Linked DNA regions of Anas platyrhynchos: region 2 is linked to region 1. A link is a contact called in public Hi-C data. All regions are on one chromosome and are shown on one strand. The core of a region is the stretch at or near the end of the contact, and the rest is flanking DNA. Distances in the headings are between cores, read along the strand shown. Region 1 holds the start of LMO2 (LIM domain only 2). Region 2 has its middle 11 kb from the start of CAPRIN1.

Region 1 (5,136 bases), core at 2,054-4,553:
AATTACAGAAATCCATATTCCTTTTCTCTGCTACCTTTCATATTAATCCTTCAACTTCAGCCATGGTCTTGACTTTCCCATCCCATAGAAACTGCTAGCAGAAAATCTAGGCCACAGTCACTGAGATCTAATTTTTGTATCCATGCAGAGACTTAAATCTTCATAAAGTACGTTTTAGGCAACCACTGTTACAGACTATTGAGGGCAGCAAAGTTAATCTCTCTATACACAGGCTTCTCTAAATGAAGGAGACCTGAAATTGTTCAATATTATCCATAAGCTCTAGGGGGAATAACGCTAGGATATACTGAAGAAATAAAAGTAGGAGCAACCTGAGACTGAGTGGTCCTGATGCTCTCCCAAATGAGCAGAGTTCCAAAATAAAGATGAAAATATTCAGTCCAAGAGGGGATGTTTCTTCAGAAACAGACACATTCAGCTATTTCTTTAGATGACATCTCTCATAGAAACCATGCAGTTTTACATTAAATGTTCTTACAGAGAAATATAGAGAAAAGTCCAGCCAATTTATGCCAAGCACTGAATGTCAAACATGAATAATAACACTTGTTTTGATCTCGGCTGTGCTCCAAGAATTAGTCTATAGTAGCATCTATATGAATAAAAGTTAATTGAAACCAAGAGTCATCCCTCATGATCTTTAATCCATCAGTGAACACAAAAAGCTGCACTAAAAAAAAAAAAAAATACACCACTGGAAAATACGGCCTCACAGAGAAAGGGACAATGGAAAGAAAAGCCTTCACTAAAAATAGTACTAGTCTTTTTGTCCCCGTGCAGGAAATGTAGGCACCACATATTCTAGCACTGAATAACACTTTGTCTTTGTGAACATTATTCAGCAGGAGGCAAAAGTAAATCAACAAGCAATTCTGCTGAGGGAAGTAAATATTTACAGATGGGAAAACTGAGGCACAGAGGTATTAAGGGACCTGCCAGAGATAGAAAAAAGAAGCCACTCTTCATTACTGGCCAGCTGTTCTGGTAGGACCCAGGGCTCCTCAGGTGGGCATACCAAGTTTCGCTGTCCAGAGTGAGAATCTGTTATGTATAAACCCAATACAGGAAAATTGAATTGTCTCCCCAGAAAGCATACAGTTTTGATCCCCAAAGGCATTAGAAGACACGGCTCCTGCTTAGAAGGCCAAAGACCTTCTTGCTGGGCTTTTACTGTGAATCCAGTGGGAACTTTCAGTAAAGACCAACCCCGAAAGCTGAAGAAAAAGTGCTTACAGAAATTACATTTGGGCAAAAGCCAACAGCAGTTTGGTACTCACCCATAGGGCAGGACACTGCCCTTGGCAGCTTCTGCTTATCTTCTGCCACACTGGTGCTTGCAAAACAACGCTTTGGCTTTTACCCCTCCTGATGTATGGAGCCAAGTGATGCCTGGTGTCTTTGCTGTGCAGTTTGTTCAAGACACCACGACAACTTTAATCCTCACGCAGCATTTCCTGATTGCTGTTTTTTTAAGCAGATTGACCTCAAGCACTGTCCCACTAAACATGGTGGAGCAACCCATTTTTTTTGCTATGAACCAGCAGATTGACTGCTTTTATTCAATTTTCTTAAATCTACCCACACTACTTTGCCTAGCATCTCTCTTTTGTAGGAGAGAGAAAACAAGAAATAACCTGGCAGTGATTATTACAATTCTTTTTAAACTAGGAGGCAGGTGGCGTCTGGAGGAACATGCAGTGGTACCAGCACCATCACAAGTACTACACTTAAACAATTGGCTTTTCTAGGAAGTTTGTTCTGGATCTGAAATGTGCCAATGCCTATGTTTCTGTCCCTCACCAAAGCAGCTGAACCAGCCAAACTCTTTTAAATAGATAGTAGGACAGGTGTCATAAGTTGTTAATTTTGTGTAAATTTTGGAAAAGTGAATAGGAGAGAGGTGGCATGCCAATATGGCTGTAAAGTATGCACAACTACATCATCAGAAACCAGAAAATTTACCTGGCATTATAGAATTGTTCACATTATTCCATCAGGAGCTATTCAGAGTATGAATACCCCAATCATCAGGGAATTTTTGACTCAGATTTATACTTTATTAAACCTTGAAACATGGAGCTAGGATAAATCAAGCTCATAGAAATTACTTTTTTTCTTTTTTCTTTCTTCAAACATGTTTGAAGTTCTTATGCTTGGTTTTGATCCACCTTTAAGTCCAATTTCTGATTTTTTTAAACCAACCTAATAATTTTCCTATCAGTTAATTTTTTTGTGTGTGTGTGCCTTGCAATAGTTTAATTCTTCTGTCTTCCTGAAAGGTTTATATCTGACTTTTCTGATGGCAGTGTAAATATGTAAGAAATGAAATATTCATCATCCTGTCTGGAACCTAACAAAGGAGGCTGTTCCTTTAACAGAAATGTTCGGTTATGAGAGTGGCTGTCATCCTGTAATAACTTGAAATACGTTAGAGATAATTTTTTTTTTTTAGAATAAGAAAGATGTGTTCTAATGACCAGTGATGGCTCTAAAGTGTTGTGAGAGCTTGGTTCAAAGCCCCTTGAAATGAATAACAGTCCTTCTGCTGACATTACTAATCTTCGAATCGGGCTCATTAATGTAATTCAGATATTATAACCCTAGCTGCCAAAAAGCCGGAAAAAAAAAAAAAAAATAGAAAGCAGTCATAAAAATAGACATCAAACATATTTCTGCTCTGGGAATTAATACAGAAGCTAAGTAAGTATTTCTGCCGGAGCGTTATTGCAGATCTTTTCTGACTGTTTTTAAAGGAATTAGCAGGGCAAGCAGCTCGTCTCAGCCAGGCTTCTGCCCCCCAGCAGTCGCCAGTATCTAATGCCACAGAGGCTGGAAAATGCTCCAGTTGCGGTAACAGTTCTCACCCGCTCCTTTCCGGGATGTGCTGCGCTGATGGAGAGGAGGGGGAGAGGAAGGATGGGAGGGGAAATAGAGACACCGAGGCGAGAGTTTCCCATCTTTAGCTCCTCTGTGACTCCCTGCAGATCAATACCTGGTACTCTGGAGCTTTTTTAGCTCACTGACATCAGGCGGCGTCGAGACCTAACGGGGTTATATCGCTGCCCGAGGACTCGGGGACGCCTAGGAGCGGGCAGCCGTGGGTGCTCGCGATGGGATAGCAGCGAGACCCCATTTAGTTGGCCGGTTTGCACCCTAGGTAGAAGAAGGACGGCACCTGGGTTCTCCCCTAGCGTTTTCCCCTGCAGATCTCCCAGCCCCGTGCGTGCGGCATGTGCGTGTGCGAGGGATGGACAGGCTGAGGGGGGGCAGCAGCCGAAAACGTGAAGCGGGGGCTGCTTCTTCGCAGCCCTTCGGGTGAGCCTGGGCTGGCAGCCGGCGGAGCGTTGCGAAACCATGTCGCGATAGGGAAGCGCAGCGCCCCGGGTGTCCCTTTAAGCAGCCGAGCGAGCGGCGCTGCTGCTGCTCGCCTTGCCAAAGCCCCGGGAGTCCAGTTAAGAAACGGGCAGCTGTCTCTTTAAGTGTGATTTCCTTCTATTGTATTTGAATCGTGATCAGGAAAAAGGAAATGAAACCGGAGCCCCGGGGCCGAGCCAGAGGAGCCGTAATAATGATGCCGAGCCGCACCTCGGCGGCACACGCGCCTCTGCCGGGGGCGTGCTGAGAGCTGCCGGGGGCTGCGCGGTGCGGGGCGGTGCGGAGCGGAGCGGAGCGGAGCGGTGCGGGGCAGGCAGCGGTGGCCGCGGCCGCAGCCCCCCCCCGGCCCCGCCGCCCGGCGCGCAGGAGGAGCGCGGCGAGGATGGGAGGTGAGAGCCTGCGGGCCGGCCTGCGGACACCCGGCCCCGGGCGGCGGCCCCAGCCCCCGTTCCTCCTCTCTCTCTCTCTCTCTCTCTCTCTTTGGTGTTGCAGGAGGAAATCCTGTGAATGTCATTGGGGGGCGGAGGGGGAACTCGGCTGGCGAGAAGGCGTCGAGAGCAGACAGCCTCTGCGGGGGCAGAGCCCACCACCGGCACACTACAAAGGAGCAATCCCTGCCAATGTCATCGGCCATCGAGAGGAAGAGCCTCGATCCTTCCGAGTAAGTGGCCTCCTCCCTCCCGCACCTCCCCTTGCCGTGCCGCCGGGATGCCGCGGGGACCCCCCCACCCCCACCCCGGGGACCCCCGCCGCGGGCACCCCTCGGCCGGTCCCCGCCGGGCTCGGATGCGCGGAGCGGGCGGCGGAGCCCGGGGAAGCCGCGGCGGGGGAGCGGGCGGCCGTGAGGGGCATCCGCGGCTGCGGAGGAGCCCGGAGCCGCTCCGAGAGGCGGCGGGAGCGGGGCTCGCCCGGGCTGGAGCCGGCGGCCCCTCGGAGGGGGCTCTCCGCCGCCGATCAGAGCGAAAGGTCAGGGCTGTGCTGTGCGGGTGCCCCACTTCCACATTTTCAGCATGCGAGGCACTTTGCAACTTTCAAGGGCTCGGAGAAACCGCTGGGGGTGGCTGTGCTGCGAAGGGCATGCGGAGAGATGTGATGGACGGGGTGCGGGGGACGAGAATTGCCCTCCGCGTTTCCCACCCAGGGCCGGACCCTGGCGCTGTGCAGGGTCCCCAGGCGGTGCTGTGCAGGCAGGTGCCAGGATGAAGGTGCCAGGATGGGTGCCAGGATGGGTGCCAGGATGGGTGCCAGCCCCTCCGCACCTGCAGCCCCCAGCCCCGGGCTCGGCAGGGCAGCACAGCACCGCGCCTCCCCATAGCCGCAGCTACGCTCGTCGGCAATCACGATAAGAGAGAGAGAGAAAAATAAAATCTCCGTTTTCAGATAACGCTTAAAACATTGCTCTTAGGAAAGTTTAGCCATTCGTGGTTTGTTTCCTGTGAGATATTAAAAATGCCATCTCTCGAAGCCCCAAGTGAACACATGGGAACTGTTTGGTGTATTAAATCAATTCATGCCATGTTGCTTTTCACTTTTTATATGCTACATTTTTTCCTATTTTATGCAATCTTTTCAGAATGATAATCTAAGCTCCTAGGTATAAGATGCCTGGGTCTGAACCGTACCGTTTTAGTAGCATTTATTTATTTACGTACTGTGTGTTCTAGTGAATTAGGCGCTGGCTTAGAAGTCTATGGACATCAAACAGCTAATGCAGAAAACAGAAATTCTGCTCTGCGTAAA
Region 2 (4,911 bases), core at 917-3,416, 36 kb before region 1:
TATAAACAACTGTGACAAACAGTGGAGCTATTCTTCAGGCAGCATCATAAACACATAGGGTAGGACCCTAGTGAAGCTGAAGAAATAAGAAATTTGGGAAGAGCTTTCCTAAGGAGGCCGTAGCACACTCCTAGAATGTCTGAGAACCAATACAATGTTTCAAGTTTAATAAAAGAAAATGATTCATTGACCCTAGTAGCTAACATATTGCAATAATGACATGTTATACTCTAAGAATTGCAATGACAGAACAATTATCTAATTAGAAAATTAATTACATCATGTTTTAATTGCTTAATAACAGAGAAATTGTCATCAGGATTAAGGCTGAGAAATGCTATGAAAAATCATCAGGGAGTACAATTTGGCCGGTAAGCAGAAAATATTCCTTACCAACAAGAAATTTGGAGGCGTGCCTGTAACAACTCCTCAGAGGCCCACCAAGTTTCATGGCACATCACCACTTCTGTAACAGACACCATGTGGGAATGGGAGGCCTTGCAAGACCTGAAGAGTTCATGACAAGAGCCAAGACCTGCATTTGGCAGCAGTAAAAAACACAGTTGCAAGAAAGGGATAAAGCCTGAGTCCAACAGCAAGCTAGAGGAAGCGTTTCAGTGGTGAAACAATTCAGTTTGCCTTTTCCCTTTGCGAATGCACTGAATGTCAACAATCGTAGCAACATGCAGCACTGCAGCTCAAAGGAGCCAGATCAGACCTTGTCTCCTGTTATGGGGCAGTGTGGCTGCCAGGGCAATACCCCTTCTGCAAAAGGATTTACCACCAGGGAAGCACAACATCTTTGAAGAAGATGGAATGGAAGATGAGACAGGAGAAAGGGGAGCGCTGAATAATTTAAGGACAACAACTTGCTGCCAGAAAGTCAGAAAAAGATGTTGTAATTTGGAGAAATGCTGGACGTGGTTAGTACCACGTCAGAAGCTCAGCAGGTCCAAAACTCAGAGCACGTAGAAATGCCATTATTTGGCAGATTATTACTTAGAGTTCTTGTATTAAGGAAGATACATATTTACATAAATTGCAATGAATGAATACTGCATCAAAATATACATCTGCAAAACATGTGGTTTGGAATGAAGAACTGGGGATACGATACTCACACAGGGCTTTACATGACCCAGTGTTTTTGTGTGGGGTTGTTATTGGAGCAACATTCCAGGTTCCTTCAGACTACTTGAAAAGCAGTCTGATGGTTAAAGCGATGAACATGATGATGCTTAAGGTAGTAACTGACAAGGAAGCCAGACAAATAAGAAGACATAATTTTAAAATAAACAGAGTGTAGGAAAAAAAAATAAATAAATTCAAATAGCATGTCTGTGAACCAGTATGTTTGTTTTTGCAAGGCAGGTTACAATTAACATTTGAAAAGGTTTGTAAATAAAGTTTCATGCAAATATTCACTTGGACACAGGCTTGTGATCTATTAATTATTCAAAAACCACACAAGCATTTTGTCATTACTGTCTGCTGCATGTTTCTTACTTTAATCTGTCCTTTGGACTTGGAGCTGCCAGATTTCCATAACTGGGTCACCCAGTTCTTTCTCAACTTTGCTTTCTGATGTGAAATGAGAATTAGCATTTTCTGTGACATACATTCAGGGCTTCTACGAGAAGTTTGAATGGCTATTATAGTAAGTGGTTTAGTATGGAAACCTAAAATATGTGGTAAAATATGCAGTAAGGAATGAGTTCATATCTGTGGGTAATGTGAATTTTTAGTGACCACAGATCTTTGCAAGCAGAGTCGAGGATGAAAACTGCAGTTAGTTAGTTGGCCAAAGAAAAACAAAAACCATACTTGACACACAATCATTATATTAGGTTCATAGAATCATAGGATCAAAGAATGGTTTAAGTTGGAAGAGACCTTTAAAGATCATCTAATCCAACATCAATTCACTTTTGGGGCTTTGTGTAGTGAAAAACACTGTTCTAATGCCCATTAGTAAATTATAATTAATATTATAATTATAAAAATAATTATAACCATAATTTTAAACCATTCTTTTAGCTTGGAGATACATGAATCATTATAAGAAATTTATTAATTAAAATAAGGTTGAAAAGGTGATAGGTGACATTTAAAGCATTTGTTATTTTAACCACTAGAGAGCGCTGAAAAGCTGTTTTAAAAATCTGTTTTTGAAAACTCTGAGGACTGCTCTGCGCTGCCTGGGCTCCTCGCCTGGAGGGCCAAAAGCGACAAGCCTCAGAGGGGGACGGGGCTGGGAAGAGTCACCCATTCTATACGGAAAGCATGAAACGACTTTCTTCTGCCAACACAGGCAGCATCGGACATAAAGAGGGAATGGAGGCAATTCTCGACTTTTCAATGTCCTTTCATTTACAGCAGCTGATATGCCATAAAACCTGCACACCCACTGGTGTGTCTGGGGAATAAATGGGGATGTGGCTGAAGCCAGCAAGTGAGCTCCTTGAAGAAAAAGGGAAAGCTAAGAGAAGCAAGATGGAAGGGAATGGGACAAATATCTCAGAAAACAGCTCTGCCACTCTGCTTCTCACTGCTGCCAGAGATTATGTATTTTTACACCAAATTAGTGTCCCACAGCAGTTGCCGTGGACTCTCTTTTTATGGTTCTGCACTTCTAAAATGTTTGTTATATAACTGACCTCTCTCAGTTTCCTGAGGCCTCTGAAAACTCATCCCCTTGACTACCTGACATAGAGTCATAGAGTCATAGAACTTCCTGAGTTGGAAGGGACCCACAAGGATCATCGAGTCCAACTCACAGCTCTACTCAGAACCACCCCAAACTCAGACCATGTGTCCAAGAGTGTTATCTGAACGCTTTTTGAGCACTAGCAGGCTCAGTGCCGTGAAAGCTGCCCTGGGGAGCCTGTCCCAGTGCCCGACCACCCTCTGGGTGCAGAACCTTTCCCTAACACCCAGCCTGACCCTCCCCTGTCCCAGCTCCATGCCGTTCCCTCAGGTCCTGTCGCTGTCCCCAGAGAGCAAAACTCAGCGCCTGCCCCTCCGCTCCCCTCGTGAGGGAGCTGCAGGCCGCCATGAGGCCTCCCCTCAGCCTGCTCTGCTCGGGGCTGAGCAAACCAAGGGACCTCAACCACTTCACACATCTTTCCATTCACACGCTTCACCATCTTTGTTGCCCTCCTTTAGACACAGTGGACACATTTAATTGAGTGAAAAGAAAAAAAAAATCTGGAATATACTGTATTGGACAGCTCTTCATTGTCTGTACCCTACCCTACTCACTTCCTAAGTTACAACAACAAAATGAAGTCCCTTCTGCCCAAACCAGATGTTCTCTGGTATTCCTTTTCTGCTGCAGAGTCTGCCAATTGCTAGATAAATACATGGTTAAGGAGTCAACAGGTAAGGCTCAGAAGTGGTTCTCATCTAGCAGAACATCTCAAAACCCTTTGACTGTAGATAATTTTTATACACTGGGAACCCTGAAACCAGAGAATCAGAGAATAGTTCAGGTTGGAAGGGATCTCGGAAGATCTCTAGTCCAATCTCTCAAACCTCTAAGGCTGGACTGCACAACCTCTCCGGGCAAGCAGTGCTCCTCTGAACATAGCCCATGATCTGTATTCTTTGCTGCCAGGCCCATATTCAGCTTATTGTCCACCACGTCACTCAGGTCCTTTTCAGCAGAGCTACTCCCCAGCCAGCTAATCCTAGCTTGCATGGTTGTCAGGGGCTCTTCCTTCACAAAAACAGAAGAAGCATCTACTTGGAAGGTGGTTTCACCAATTTTTTATTCTCCTACATGTACATGTACATGTACAGACAATATCTGTATCAGAAGAAGCTTAACGAAAGTCTTCTGCTTGAAAATAATTCCATAAAATTTTAACTTGCTTTTCTCTTGCTCCTCTCATCCAGAAACCATTGGACTCATTTGTAATTTCTAGAATGCAGAAATATATAGATTTGGGGACACGTTAATCAAGCTTAGAGGAGTCTTTACATTTGCACTCATTGATTTTGAGGCTAATCTATCATTAGTCTAATTTGCAGGTTTACAGAACATCAGCATAAGCTGCAGATACTGAAGTTGTTTGGAAGCCAACCTGAGCACTGATTGCTTACTTAAAGAAAAATTGTGTGGCAATCTGCATTTCCTATGCACTACTTCTTATGTTAGTTTGAAAACCACCTTCTTGAAAGGCCTCCTGTCGGGAAAGACATTTCTTTCTGTTCTTTGTATTAGTGGCAAAGTTATTCATAATATGGCCAAGAGTTTATGTAGAAAGACCTGTCTGTAGTAATCAAAATCAGTTCTGTACTGAACATTTCAGTATTGCAGAGCTTCCACATAGTGTTGGCTCCATTTTAAAACATGGGAATTTGGTAATCAATGTAAATATCCTAATTAGCTTCAGTGCCAAATGGAGTAAAGGTGAGAAGTGAATGCAACAGTCATTGCTATGAGTAAAAAAAAATACCGGATTTTTGCTTGCATTTGATTTTCAGGGCTTGTTAATAGTTATGCTGTGGAATCCAAAACCACTTCTCTTGTCAGTTGTTTCTCTCTTCCTTTTCTGTTGCAATTCTCTCCTGTATTTTATCCACTAGAAGGCAGATGTGAGGTTTTATGAGCACCCTCACCAACACATTGCACAGCAGGAAGATTTATAGCATAGTGACTACTGCTGTTTTTCTGTGGCTCCATCATATTCGGGCTGCCAACACTTCCCATTTTCAAGGTTCCCAAGGCCTTCACAAACTTGACCTGACATAAGAATTGCACACAGAAATCGTGCTTTGTGTGAAGGGTAGCTCTGCAGTAGGCTGCAACACTTCTCAGCCTCATAGGACATGCAAGGAATAAATATCATCTAGCTGAAACTTCAGGGGGAATTTTAAAAAGCAGTTTGTAATTAATTGAGTTGGAAT

Evidence for each region. A called contact is a pair of places that touch in the nucleus more often than the background predicts.
Region 2: a contact with region 1 is called in a Hi-C map of subcutaneous adipose tissue, with 4 times the contacts expected there. The contact joins the enhancer-like site here to the promoter of LMO2 in region 1. A contact is called at or near these places in 5 of 8 Hi-C or Micro-C datasets (F1 follicle, liver, skeletal muscle and 1 more).

What each region holds. Positions count from the first base shown.
Region 1 is chr5:48,712,266-48,717,401 of IASCAAS_PekinDuck_T2T, reverse strand. LMO2 (LIM domain only 2) reads left to right here and starts at 3,303. Exons shown (of 4, transcript XM_027458601.3): 1 at 3,303-3,785; 2 at 3,889-4,057. The coding sequence starts at 3,779.
Region 2 is chr5:48,747,031-48,751,941 of IASCAAS_PekinDuck_T2T, reverse strand. No RefSeq gene overlaps it. Among named protein-coding and RNA genes, the nearest start is that of CAPRIN1, 11 kb to the left of the region's middle. Within about 2 kb of position 2,166, at least 2 of the 8 cell types and tissues checked have an H3K27ac peak or open chromatin away from gene starts, as enhancers often do. A contact at or near this core is called in subcutaneous adipose tissue, where this site is marked.